3 separate regions of the Mus musculus genome follow, and all the other regions are linked to region 2. A link is a contact called in public Hi-C and HiChIP or PLAC-seq data. All regions are on one chromosome and are shown on one strand. The core of a region is the stretch at or near the end of the contact, and the rest is flanking DNA. Distances in the headings are between cores, read along the strand shown.

Region 1 (3,388 bases), core at 483-2,982, 1.7 Mb after region 2:
AAAAAGGAAGCGTTCAAAAGGGTTAGGATCATAGTTTGTAGATTGGTGTGCCCTGAATGATATCCCCAGCAACACACAGGCATACTAGCTTATACCCGAGGCCTCAGCACTCAGGAGGCAGAGGCAGGATGAGATTCCAGGTCATTCTAGGATAAAGAGCAAGTTTGAGGTCAGTATGGAACACTGTCCCAAAAAACCAAGAGCATATAATTAAGTGAAATTCAAGATATTTGTAATTGTGCCACCATTATCATTGTGAATTTTAAACATTTCTATTACCTCCTAAACTTAGCTACTGGTCATCACTTCCTTTCAGTTTGTATTGATTGTTTTGCTTTGAAATGTGTGTGTATGGGAGGTGGGGTTAGGCAGTGTGGTCAGAGAAATCTACTTGCTAGCGATGGTTTTCTTCTTCTACCATGTGTGTTCCAGAGATCCAGCTCAGATCATTAGGCTTACAGTAAGCACTTTTGCAACCTGAGCCATATCAATGGTCCCCAGTCAGTTTTGTAATCAATCTTTTATTATTTTTTTTAAAGATAAGATTCACTATGTAGCCAGACTCCAATTTATCCTCCTGCTTCAGCCTTCAGAGTGTTGGGATTACCAGCCTGTACAAGCAACTGGACACATTTATCATTTCTGATCTGACTGATTGCAACCGCCTTCAACCGCCTTCTAACTCCTAATCTTCTGTGCTGTTTGTGTTACTTTGTCACTTCATTTCAGTAACACAGGCTGAAACTCAAGCTGGCTAATGCAGGGTGTTTATCTTGCCTAGATATCTTGACCTTTTTACACGATCTAAAAAGCTCTTGCTGAACAACTAGATAATCGGGTTATACACAGCCTTCATGGTTTAAGTAAATCTATTTTTCTTTTTCTTTTTTTTTAAGATTTATTCATTATTATATGTAACCACATTGTCACTGTCTTCAGACACACCAGAAGAGGGTATCAGTTCTCATTACAGATGGTCGTGAACCTACCATGTGGTTTCTGGGATTTGAACTCAGGACCTCTGGAAGAGCAGTCAGTGCTCTTAACCACTGAGCCAACTCTCCAGCCCCAATCTATTTCTTTTTCTTTCTGGTTGATAAGCATTCAGTTTATCTTGGACCACAGGTTGGACATGCTTTTGTAGAGTCAAGAAACAAACATAAGAAACTATAGTCCAGGCAGCTTGCCAGGCAGTGCGAGTAAAAAATGGATTACTACTATAAGACTCTTTTTATCACCATGGTGCCCGGATCCTGAGTTGTCTCAACCTAGTCATTCCACCCTGCCTTTAAATTGCTTTCCTAACTTTCAGGACAATCTCCTGGCAGCCCTAGGAAGTGCAGTCTTGACCAGTAACCTGAGGGCTTTAGTACTCCAGGAACGCAAAAGTCTGCAGAACTCTGCTTCTGCTATGCCACCAGCTTCTTGTCCCACACAGGGGTGAGCAGGCGTGCGGTGGTGTCTACCTCATCACCCTTCGCCCTAACTAGCACCGGAAATGACTGGGTGAAGATACTTATGAAGTCCAGAATCGAGGATTTAAGCGGCTCCTGGAAAGAGAGGCACAGGACAGCTTCGTACACAGGTCACGCCTGCGCAAACTGACCAGCAGGTGTCAGTGACCCTGCTTCGTTTCCAGTTGACCGAGCCGCTGGCTTCCGGCTTGGCATTACGCCCGGGCCCCGCCCCTACGCCGCCGTGACGTAGGCGCGCCAGGGTGACCTCACCGTCCAACATGGCGGCGGCGGTAGATTAGGTTCGCGGGTCGAAGCAGCCACTGTCGCTCCTGCACCCCGTGGGAAGCCCCTGCTGCCGCCGCCGCCGTCTCCTTCGTCCCTTGTGGGGCAGGGCTGGAGCCAGGTGAGGGGAGTGGGATTCTGGGGCGGCCCTGGTGGCTGGTGGAGCGGTTTCCATCCGCTGAGGAAGGGGTCTTGGAGACCACCGAGCTGACCACGGTGCTGCCCAGGGCGCGGGAGAGACCGGGCCTGAGGGAGGAGGACCGTGCTGCTCCGCCGCGGCGTCTCGGAACTTCTGAGGGGCTGTTTGGGGTGAATCCGACCTGTCCAGTGCGCCCCCACGCCGGGCGGCTTTTGAACCGGCTGTGTGGCTGCCTGAGGCTCTGGAACTCACCCTTGCTCTACATTCTGTTCTTCACCCAGATCTCGGCTTTGGGAAGCAGGGTCTGTTTTGGGGGGCAGACTAGGAAGCGTGAATTCTCGCTTGGAGGAGGGAAGCGTGTGCCATTCACTTAGACCGATTATAGATTAGCTTCGCTAGTGGTGTCCTGTCACAGTGTGAAGGCTTGTTTCTCAGTCTCAGCGCTGGCTGCGTTTTGACACCCATTCACGGTCCCACGCCACCCCCCCCCACCCCCAAGACAAAACAAAACAGACTAGGTCTTCTTACCACACGAAGGCGATGCCTTTCACAGTGATTCGGGGTTTTTTGTTTTTCTCTTTTTAAAATCCCTCCTCACATTTTCGCGGCATCCTGCATTTCTTGCCTTTACATTATAGTCCTGTGAAGGAGGTAGCCTAGGCTAAGTTGAGGATTTTACTTAGGGGTAAAAATTGAAGCGATCTGCCCAGAAATTCACATGCTTTTGACTGATAGTTCGGCTAAACAGTTCGCCATTCCCACACACAAGTGTTTATCTAAGAGGTCTGTTTTACTCTGTGTTTAAAAGTTTTGAACCATGCTGACAGGCCCCTCTGTCTGATATTTAAAAAAAAAGTTTTTGCAAAATTTCCAATATTCCCCTTGGAGGCTTGGTATAAACCAGACTGTTGATGCTCTCTGCCCTAACTTGTGTGACCTTAGATGTATTGCCACACCCTTGAAATACCTTTCTTCCATTTTGTTTTAACACATAAAGAGTTAGGCAAGTGTGTGGGTAGTGAATCACTTACATTTCACATACACAGTTGGATAAATGTGTCCTGGATGATTATAACAGCGAATTGAAAACATTTATACAGTTTTTCTACAAAGTCTCTTGGCTCTGGATGATCAGGCACTATTCTAAACTATTTTTTTTTTTTTTAGTCCTTAAAATAACATTTGTTTTGTTTTGGTTTTTGAACTGTATCCTAAATTGGCCTTGAACTCAAATCCTGCCTTTTCTGTTTTGTTGTTGTTGTTGTTGTTGTTTTTTGTTTTTTTGTGGAGACAGGGTTTCTCTGTCCTGGAACTCACTTTGTAGGCCAGGCTGGCCTCGAACTCAGAAATCCGCCTGCCTTTGCCTCCCAAGTGCTGGGATTAAAGGCATGTGCCACCACTGCCTGGTAGATCCTACCTTTTCTTCCTCCCCTGAATGGAGATCCAGGAGTACCCAGCCATGACTGTCACTTTAAAATGTTAAATTTTACTATTATTGTGGGTGTAATTG
Region 2 (3,675 bases), core at 256-2,755:
TGCCCAGATACCCAGGTATTCAGTGCCATGTTAGAACTCGTGAGGCACTCAGCTTTATGCACTGAGCAACTACCAGATTCTCATCATCCCAAGTGTAAACTGACTTAATAAGTCACATAAATGAACAAGTCCTAGCCTCACAAAGACAATGTAATGGTACAAGGGATGCCACTTTAATGATCTGTTCATGTAACTATAAATATCCTTTGATGATATATCAAAATTTGACAAAGTGCAGTTTCTTGAAGTCCTATCACCCTTTCATACTTTGTGGGACACTGAAATCCACTGATCCACATTCGCCTTGAATGGATCTCCTACCTGTATGTGAGTTTGTGACACCATTTTATTATCTGAAAATCATTGAATGACCGGGCTAAGGGAGCTATATCTTTCAAATGTTGACAGTTCCCATTAGAGTATAATCTTTTAGAAGTGTACTCATTGATAGCACCACAGGTCTCATCTGAAGAGACTTAAGTATTGAGACAGTCAAGCTCATGGCCCATTTTTTTAAAAATTAACCTAAAAAATTATCATTAGCAACAATACCTACCCCTTGATTTCTTGAAAGAAACAGGAAAATCTTAGTTTTGAAAAAGCCTGTCCAGAATCTATCTGAATAGCCATAAGTTTGTTCATCTTTCTTTCATGTTAAACTGATGCTCTGTGGAAGTAAAATTAAACCCCTGGGCTGGGTGGTGGCACACCCCAGTAGTCCTAGCACTTAAGACCCCAAGGCAGGAGGAGCAAAGACTGAAACCTGCCATAGACTCTGTCTCGAGAAACAAGCCCTCCAACCCCAGCAAAACCTACAATAAAACCACAAATTCAGCCCATCTCAAGTGCAGAACATATTTGCCTAGAGGCAAATATGGCGTGCAACAGCTCTGCGTTATCCATTCTTTCTAATTTTTCCCCCACATTAATTTAAAAAATATACCCAAAGATTGTTTTTTTTTTTTTTAATTTAGTACTTTGACCAAGGGACGCCTGGCTTCAGCTGCTCAGACAAGTTTTCCAGAGAATAATGCACAGCGGCAAGAATACACCGGCTAGTGGTGCAGTTTGGGGCCTCCCTTGGTTCTTTACCGGTGCAGTCGTCCTTTTGCACACATCATGCAAGTCTCAGAATTGTCATGGACAATCATAACCTTGCAGGCCTCTGAGGCACTCAGGAAATCCCTCACGGATATTGGGGAGCCCCATTTAAGAATTCTCAGAGTTCTTTTTGGAGTGACTATGTTTGATTGGTCATCGAAGAGCCAAAGAAGAGCTCTGCAAAGGCGTGGGCCGTATTCAAGAAGGAAATGGGCACAGCTCAGAGGCTCCTGAAGAAAGAAATAGATAAAACGGGCTTCCTTGAGCAGGGCTGAGCTTCCTGTTGCCAAGGCGACGATCCTCCGCGAGAGGACCCGGCCATCGATTAGCGAAGCCTAGCCCGGGTCCCCAAATGCCGGAAGGTCGCCCCGCCGCGCTCGCTCGCTCGCTCGGCGGTCGATTGAGGGGGCTTCCTGAAGGCTGGGCAGGAGGGTGGGTGGGAAGATGGCGGCCGCGGCGGCAGGTGGCCTGCCTGGGAAGGGACACGATATCAGCCTGGCAGCCCTGCGGCGCCACGACCCCTACATCAGTCGCATCGTGGACGTGGCCAGCCAGGTGGCTCTGTACACTTTCGGCCATCGGGCCAACGAGTGGGTGCGTGCGGACGCCGCGGCCGTGCGGAAGGCGGGGCGCGGACAGGGCGGGAGATGCTGGGCACGGCTAGGCGGGCGGGGGCCGGTCCTGGTGGAGGGCGACCCGCGGGTCCACCAGCAGGTGGGGGACGAGGGACACAGAAGGTGTGGCCGGCTCCGCTGAGTGCGGGCCACGGGCTTTGAGATCAGAAGACAGAAGCTCTCCGGCAGCGGAGGGCAGCCCGGAAGCCCCAAACTTAGATAAGTCCAGCCTCGCGGAGGAGGAGCAGCCGGAGTGCGAAATGCAGGGCAGGCACCCACCTAAGAGCAAGCGTGGGAGAATAAAGAGGAAATGGACATGGGTGGGACACCCCAGACTTGGATGTAGGAGGCCAGGGTTGGTAACCTAACCATTTCAGTCCATTTCCAACAAGACCGAGTCCCAGCCTACAGTAACTGGATGAAGTTTAGTTTTCCACACAACTAGACTGGAATTGCAACGGGAGACCAATTAGTTCTGGCCTAGGCATTGGTTCTTATCATTTATAAACCATCCCTTTGAATATATAAAAGTGTCATTTCCTCCTCTTTTGTGACTTTTGTCCAAATATTCATCAGTATATAACCAATGCTTTTAATAAGGTTCATTGGGTGTATGGAAAACACCTTGCAAATTTTCAATTTTTTTCCCCCGGTGTGTTCGCCAAGACTGAAACAAACATCAAGATTTATGCAAAGAAAACTTTCATTTTTGAGCAGATTTATGATTAAGTAGGCTGTAATAAGAACGACCCAAAAACCATGCACACAAAAGAATGAAGAAAGTTCTTGGACGTGGAGCTTGGGGCAGGCACCTGCTTCATCCCCAACACCCCTGAAACAGGGCCGGGAATCTTTTCCGATAGTTTTGTCCGAGTTCTTAACTGAAGTGAGGCAAAGAATTCATGTCTGTTCTCCTAAGAGCCAAACCTGAAGGGGAAATCTGCAGAGATCCATTGTTCTGAATATCCCTAGTTTGATTAATTGAGGCTGTCTTTCTTGGACACCAGAGGAAATTACACTATGGGCCTATATAAGTAAAGGGAGTTTCCCCACTGAAATGTTTCTCTATTTATGTGAAGATACTGTACATAAACGTGCTTCACTTCTCTAGGTCAATGTTTCTCAGCCTTCCAAATGCTGGGACTCTTTAATACAGTTCCTCCTGTTGTGGTGACCCCTAACATAAAATTATTTTCGTTGCTACTTCTTAACTGTAATTTTGCTACTCTTCTTATTGTAATGCAATTATGTTTGGAGATAGACGTATGCCAAAGGGGTTGCAACCTATTAGTTGCATGCCCTCTGCCTGGACTGGCCTCTGCCTGCCAATCCACACCTAATATTATGGAGGTAATTCAGTTAGTATACATGGAGTAGGACCCAGTAAGAGTTAGTGGGGTAAGTTGACTCGGCAGGAGGCTCAGGCTAGAAGATCAGAAGCCGTTGAAATGTACAGTGCACCATTCCCACCCCTCGGTAGCAGTTTTCCTAACGCCTCTTCACAGTCCTGTGTGGCAGAAACCGTTTTAAATCCCTACAGAGGTGGACCAAACGCCCAGTGAAGGCCAGTGTCACATTGCATTATTTACAGGAGTTTTGTTTTCCTGCTTCCTCGACTTGTTTTCTTCAGACAGGATATAATTCACTCAGTAAAAGGTCATTTCTTTTCAAAGCCCTGATCTCCTAGGCTGTGGTTGCCTGGCAAAGGAGAGAGACTTAGTTCAACAATAGAGCAGTCTCTGGGGGCAATCAAGTCATCACTGCTGTTTCCCCGTGCTGTATCACTCAGGTCTCCGGATGAAAGCCTTTCCAGTGTAAACCTAATAAGTATAAAAATATCCTTAAAAATGAAAGGGAAGGGATTGGCACGAAGACGGGTGAGGTACAGGCAGGGAGTCCTTATCACATTGGAAGTCGACGTCGGGTGTTGAGAGGAAGAAGGAGGAATGCACAGAGAGTG
Region 3 (3,611 bases), core at 1,014-3,513, 1.2 Mb after region 2:
TCAATCCTTAGTACTGCAAAATCAAACAACCCCACTACCCCACTACCCCACTACCCCACCGTGGGAATTAAAAGCCATTTCCTTAGAAATTCTGTGGGTTTTCTTTTTTTTTTAACATTTTTCACTCAATGAGATTTGCCCACTCCTGTCACTCTGATGTGAGGCTTTAAACAATAAACTGTATATACTTGCAGTTCCAGATACTGGGGAGGCTGATACAGGAAGATCATTAGCATCCAGTACAATAATAGCCTGGATGAAACAGAGAGACCCTGGCTCAAAAGTAAAATGAAATACATCAGAGGCCGTAATTCACAGTCTTGCCAAATACTTACCAGACTTAGATACTAATTTCATTCTACTCTAACACTGGTAACTTACAGATGAATATGTGGTGCTTGGAATGTATTTTCCTCAGTTTACTTGAGATGAATTCATTTTTCTTTAAAAGTTGCTTCTTTTGTTGCCTTTTTTTTTTTTTTTTTTTTTTTTTTTTTTAAATCCCAGGGCAGCCTTGACACAGACAGCTGAGGATGATCTTGGAGTTGTGATCCTTCAGGCTCCATCCCCAGCCAAATAACAATATATTTTGATTGCGTATGTAATGAAAGAACTTTTGATGAGTTTTAAATTTTCAAGTATACCAGGTACAGTTGTGCACACCTTTGCTCCTCCCAGCACTTGGGAGGTAGAGGCAGGGGTATCTCTGGGAGTCAGAGGCCAGTCTGGTCTACAGAGAGGTCCAGGACAACCAAGGCTCTACAGAGAAACCTTGTCTTGAAAAACAAACACAAAAATTTAAAACAGTCTTTTGAATTTTACTATTTCTCTTTTGATGTGCATAGTTCTTTTTTTTTCAGATTAAATGCTAAATGACCTAAGTCTTGTTATAAAATATTTTAGTAATTGTATATAATTCATCATACCTTCCTATGTCCATTTTTTCTCTGTATATCACTTTTTCCCTTTTTTCTTTAAGCAAGAAATGGAGACTATACTGGAGTTACAGCTCAGGACACATTTACCTAATATGTTCAAGGACTTGGGTTCAATTTCTAGTACAGAAAGTAATTGAACAAACTAGCCTGAGTCCATTTCCTTGCATTCCTGATCCTGACTAGCAGAATAGAACCTTTATTTATGAGTCAGCGTTTTACCTGATAGCCACCCCCCCACTCCAACCCCCCCAGCCTTTGATTACTTAATGTGTGAATTTGTAGATGAATGTATGTGGACCTGGCGTGAAGGTGAGGTCAGCTTTCAGTTCTCTCCTTTAACCATGGGGTTCCAGGAATCAAACTTAGGATTTCAAGCTTGGTGGCAAGTGCCCTTCACAGCTGAGCCACTGTTCTGGCCCTTACCCCGTATTCTTGACCATTCTGGAACTCGATAAGTGTACCATGTGGCCTTATGGTGCTCTTTCTACATCTCCTTCCCCAGAATTGAGTTTATAGTCCTGAGCCACCACACAGGGATTTTCCTTACTTACAAGGTCTCCCGTAGCCTAATCAGGCCTCAAATTCATATGCAGCTCGAACTGCCCCTAAAGCATCTACCTTCATCACCATAAAGGTATATGGATGTGGAGGGCACAGGATAACTTTGGAGCCGGTTCTTGCCTTCAACCTTGTAGAGTCAGGCTTAGACGCATAAAGGAACTGTAGGACCGTATACCAGAAACGTGGCTTTTTTTTTTTTTAAACCAGCCATTGCTGATCGGAACTCTATGCGTGTGCAACTATGCCCGGCCTTCCAAGTAGAGGTTTCTGACAAGGTGACCAGTTTCATACCAAACTGAAATGGGTTGGTTACAAAGCAAGCGTTTTCAGGCCCTGCTTACTACTCAAATACGGTTTCGGGATGGCTGCCAACAGCTAGACTAGCAAGGCCAGGCCCTCTATGGGTAGGTTCCCAGTGTCGTGAGAAAAAGCAAGTCGCAGCTGGTGGTGAAGGCCGGCCCATGTAATGACGGAATTGGGCTGAAACCTATTGGTCACGGAGAAGCGAGAAACCCGTACGAAGGCGACCGAGCGAAACGAGTTGTACAAGACTAGCATTCGAAAGAAGGAAACGGAGACGCGGAAACTCGGCCAAGAGTTCGTCACTTGTCCAAACCTAGACAACGATGTTAAAAACAGGTCTCGGAGAACGAACAAACCCGGCCGACTAGCCACGGAGGGGCCCACCTTGCGTTCGTGTCCCCACCCCCGACACAAAGAGGAACCGGAAGCCCCTTACCGGAAGCAGTACCTCTGCTCTCCGAGGCATTACACATTCCTCCGCGCGCCGGAAGCGCGCGTTCCACCTTGCGGGGTAGCTTTTCCCTCGCCTCTCCTCGAGAGAGGTCGCGGCGCCTTGAGGGGCCGCGCACCCGGGGTGGACGGAGGGCGCAGAACTTTGACAGGCAAGCTGTGAGAAAACAAAAAACCAAAATAAAACAAAAAAGCTCCGCCGGCCGTCATGGAAGGGAGCGAGGAGAGAAGACCCGACTAGACGTGGCGGCGGTGGGATTTTGTTTCCTGCGGTGGCGGACTGATTTAGCAGCACGTTAACTTCCGGGAGCGTCCTGCCCCTGAGAGGAAAAGCCCTGAAGGAAACAATAACAAACGAGCGGAGGGAGAGCGGCTGGCGCTCCTGTGAGGACTCGTTCTCGTCCTAAGAAGATGCGCTGCGGCCCCAGTGCGGGGACGTGAGAGGGCTTTGGTGGCCGTCAGCCAAGCCTTTCCTCGCTTGTGCACCTCAGGCCCCCCTGGCTTTTTATTTTATTTTTTGGTGACCATGGCGTCCGTGGGCCCGGGGGGCTACGCGGCGGAGTTCGTGCCACCGCCCGAGTGCCCGGTCTTTGAGCCCAGTTGGGAGGAGTTCACAGACCCGCTGAGTTTTATCGGGCGCATCCGGCCCTTTGCGGAGAAAACGGGCATCTGCAAAATCCGGCCACCCAAGGTAGCGTCGCCTGAGGGCGGGGACGGGGGGCGTGCTGGGGCGGCGGGACGGTCCTCCTCCTCCCCGTGGCTTTCCTCTTTGGGGGTCTTCCGTGCTCTCCGGGGGCCCCTCCCTCCTCTCTTGGTGTCCCGAGGCCACTTTTGAGGATGTTTTTTGCCCTGGTTTCTGAACGCAGTTTCACGTCCACTTTGACATTTTATTTGATCGCGTGTGAGTGTGTGTGTGTGTGTGTGTGTGTGTGTGTGAGAGAGAGAGAGAGAGAGAGAGAGAGAGAGAGACAGACAGACAGAGAGACAGACAGACAGAGAGAGGGAGAGAGGGGAGGAGAGCGAGAGAGCGCTCGCGGAGGGGTCAGAGGACATTTTGTAGGAGTCGATTCTCTTCCTGCGTTGTGGGGGTTGTGGGTCTCCGGGCTCGAACTCAAGATTGTCAGGCTTTGGCCTGACGACTGGGCCATCGCATCGCTTCTCAGGTCCCCCTTCAAAAGACAGAAAGAGGTGTCTCTGGGACCTTTTCCTTCCCAGAACTTATTGGGCACGGATATTGTAGTGTGGATTGGAGGTAAGGATAACAAAAGGCTTCAGGCCCTTCCTAGGGAAAGGCGTTTGAAGTGTCCTGTCATCAGCTCACGCACCATCTTTCTGTTTGCGTGTTAAAAAAAACCCCAC

Evidence for each region. Hi-C and Micro-C count contacts between places; a contact is called where the count stands out from the background. HiChIP or PLAC-seq counts read pairs in DNA pulled down with a chosen protein or histone mark.
Region 1: a Hi-C map of B cells shows a contact between it and region 2, with 5 read pairs. The contact joins the promoter of Bcl2l13 here to the promoter of Dcp1b in region 2. A contact is called at or near these places in 3 of 484 Hi-C or Micro-C datasets (B cells, CD4 T cells and CD8 T cells), 1 of 115 datasets of contacts at active chromatin or transcription factors (double positive thymocytes) and 2 of 9 other capture datasets (adipose tissue and liver).
Region 3: a contact with region 2 is called in an H3K27ac HiChIP or PLAC-seq map of microglia, with 6 times the contacts expected there. The contact joins the promoter of Kdm5a here to the promoter of Dcp1b in region 2. A contact is called at or near these places in 3 of 39 promoter capture datasets (hippocampal neurons, liver and pre-B cells), 2 of 115 datasets of contacts at active chromatin or transcription factors (microglia and pro-B cells) and 1 of 9 other capture datasets (embryonic tail).

What each region holds. Positions count from the first base shown.
Region 1 is chr6:120,834,498-120,837,885 of GRCm38.p6, forward strand. Bcl2l13 (BCL2-like 13 (apoptosis facilitator)) reads left to right here and starts at 1,733. Exons shown (of 7, transcript NM_153516.2): 1 at 1,733-1,860. Gm38889 (a long non-coding RNA gene) reads right to left here and starts at 1,697. Exons shown (of 3, transcript XR_869411.3): 1 at 1,607-1,697.
Region 2 is chr6:119,173,748-119,177,422 of GRCm38.p6, forward strand. Dcp1b (decapping mRNA 1B) reads left to right here and starts at 1,506. Exons shown (of 9, transcript NM_001033379.3): 1 at 1,506-1,695. The coding sequence starts at 1,546. It also overlaps a transcript of Cacna1c not described here.
Region 3 is chr6:120,361,836-120,365,446 of GRCm38.p6, forward strand. It overlaps Kdm5a (lysine (K)-specific demethylase 5A), which reads left to right and starts at 2,264. Exons shown (of 28, transcript NM_145997.2): 1 at 2,264-2,943. The coding sequence starts at 2,779. It also overlaps a transcript of Ccdc77 not described here.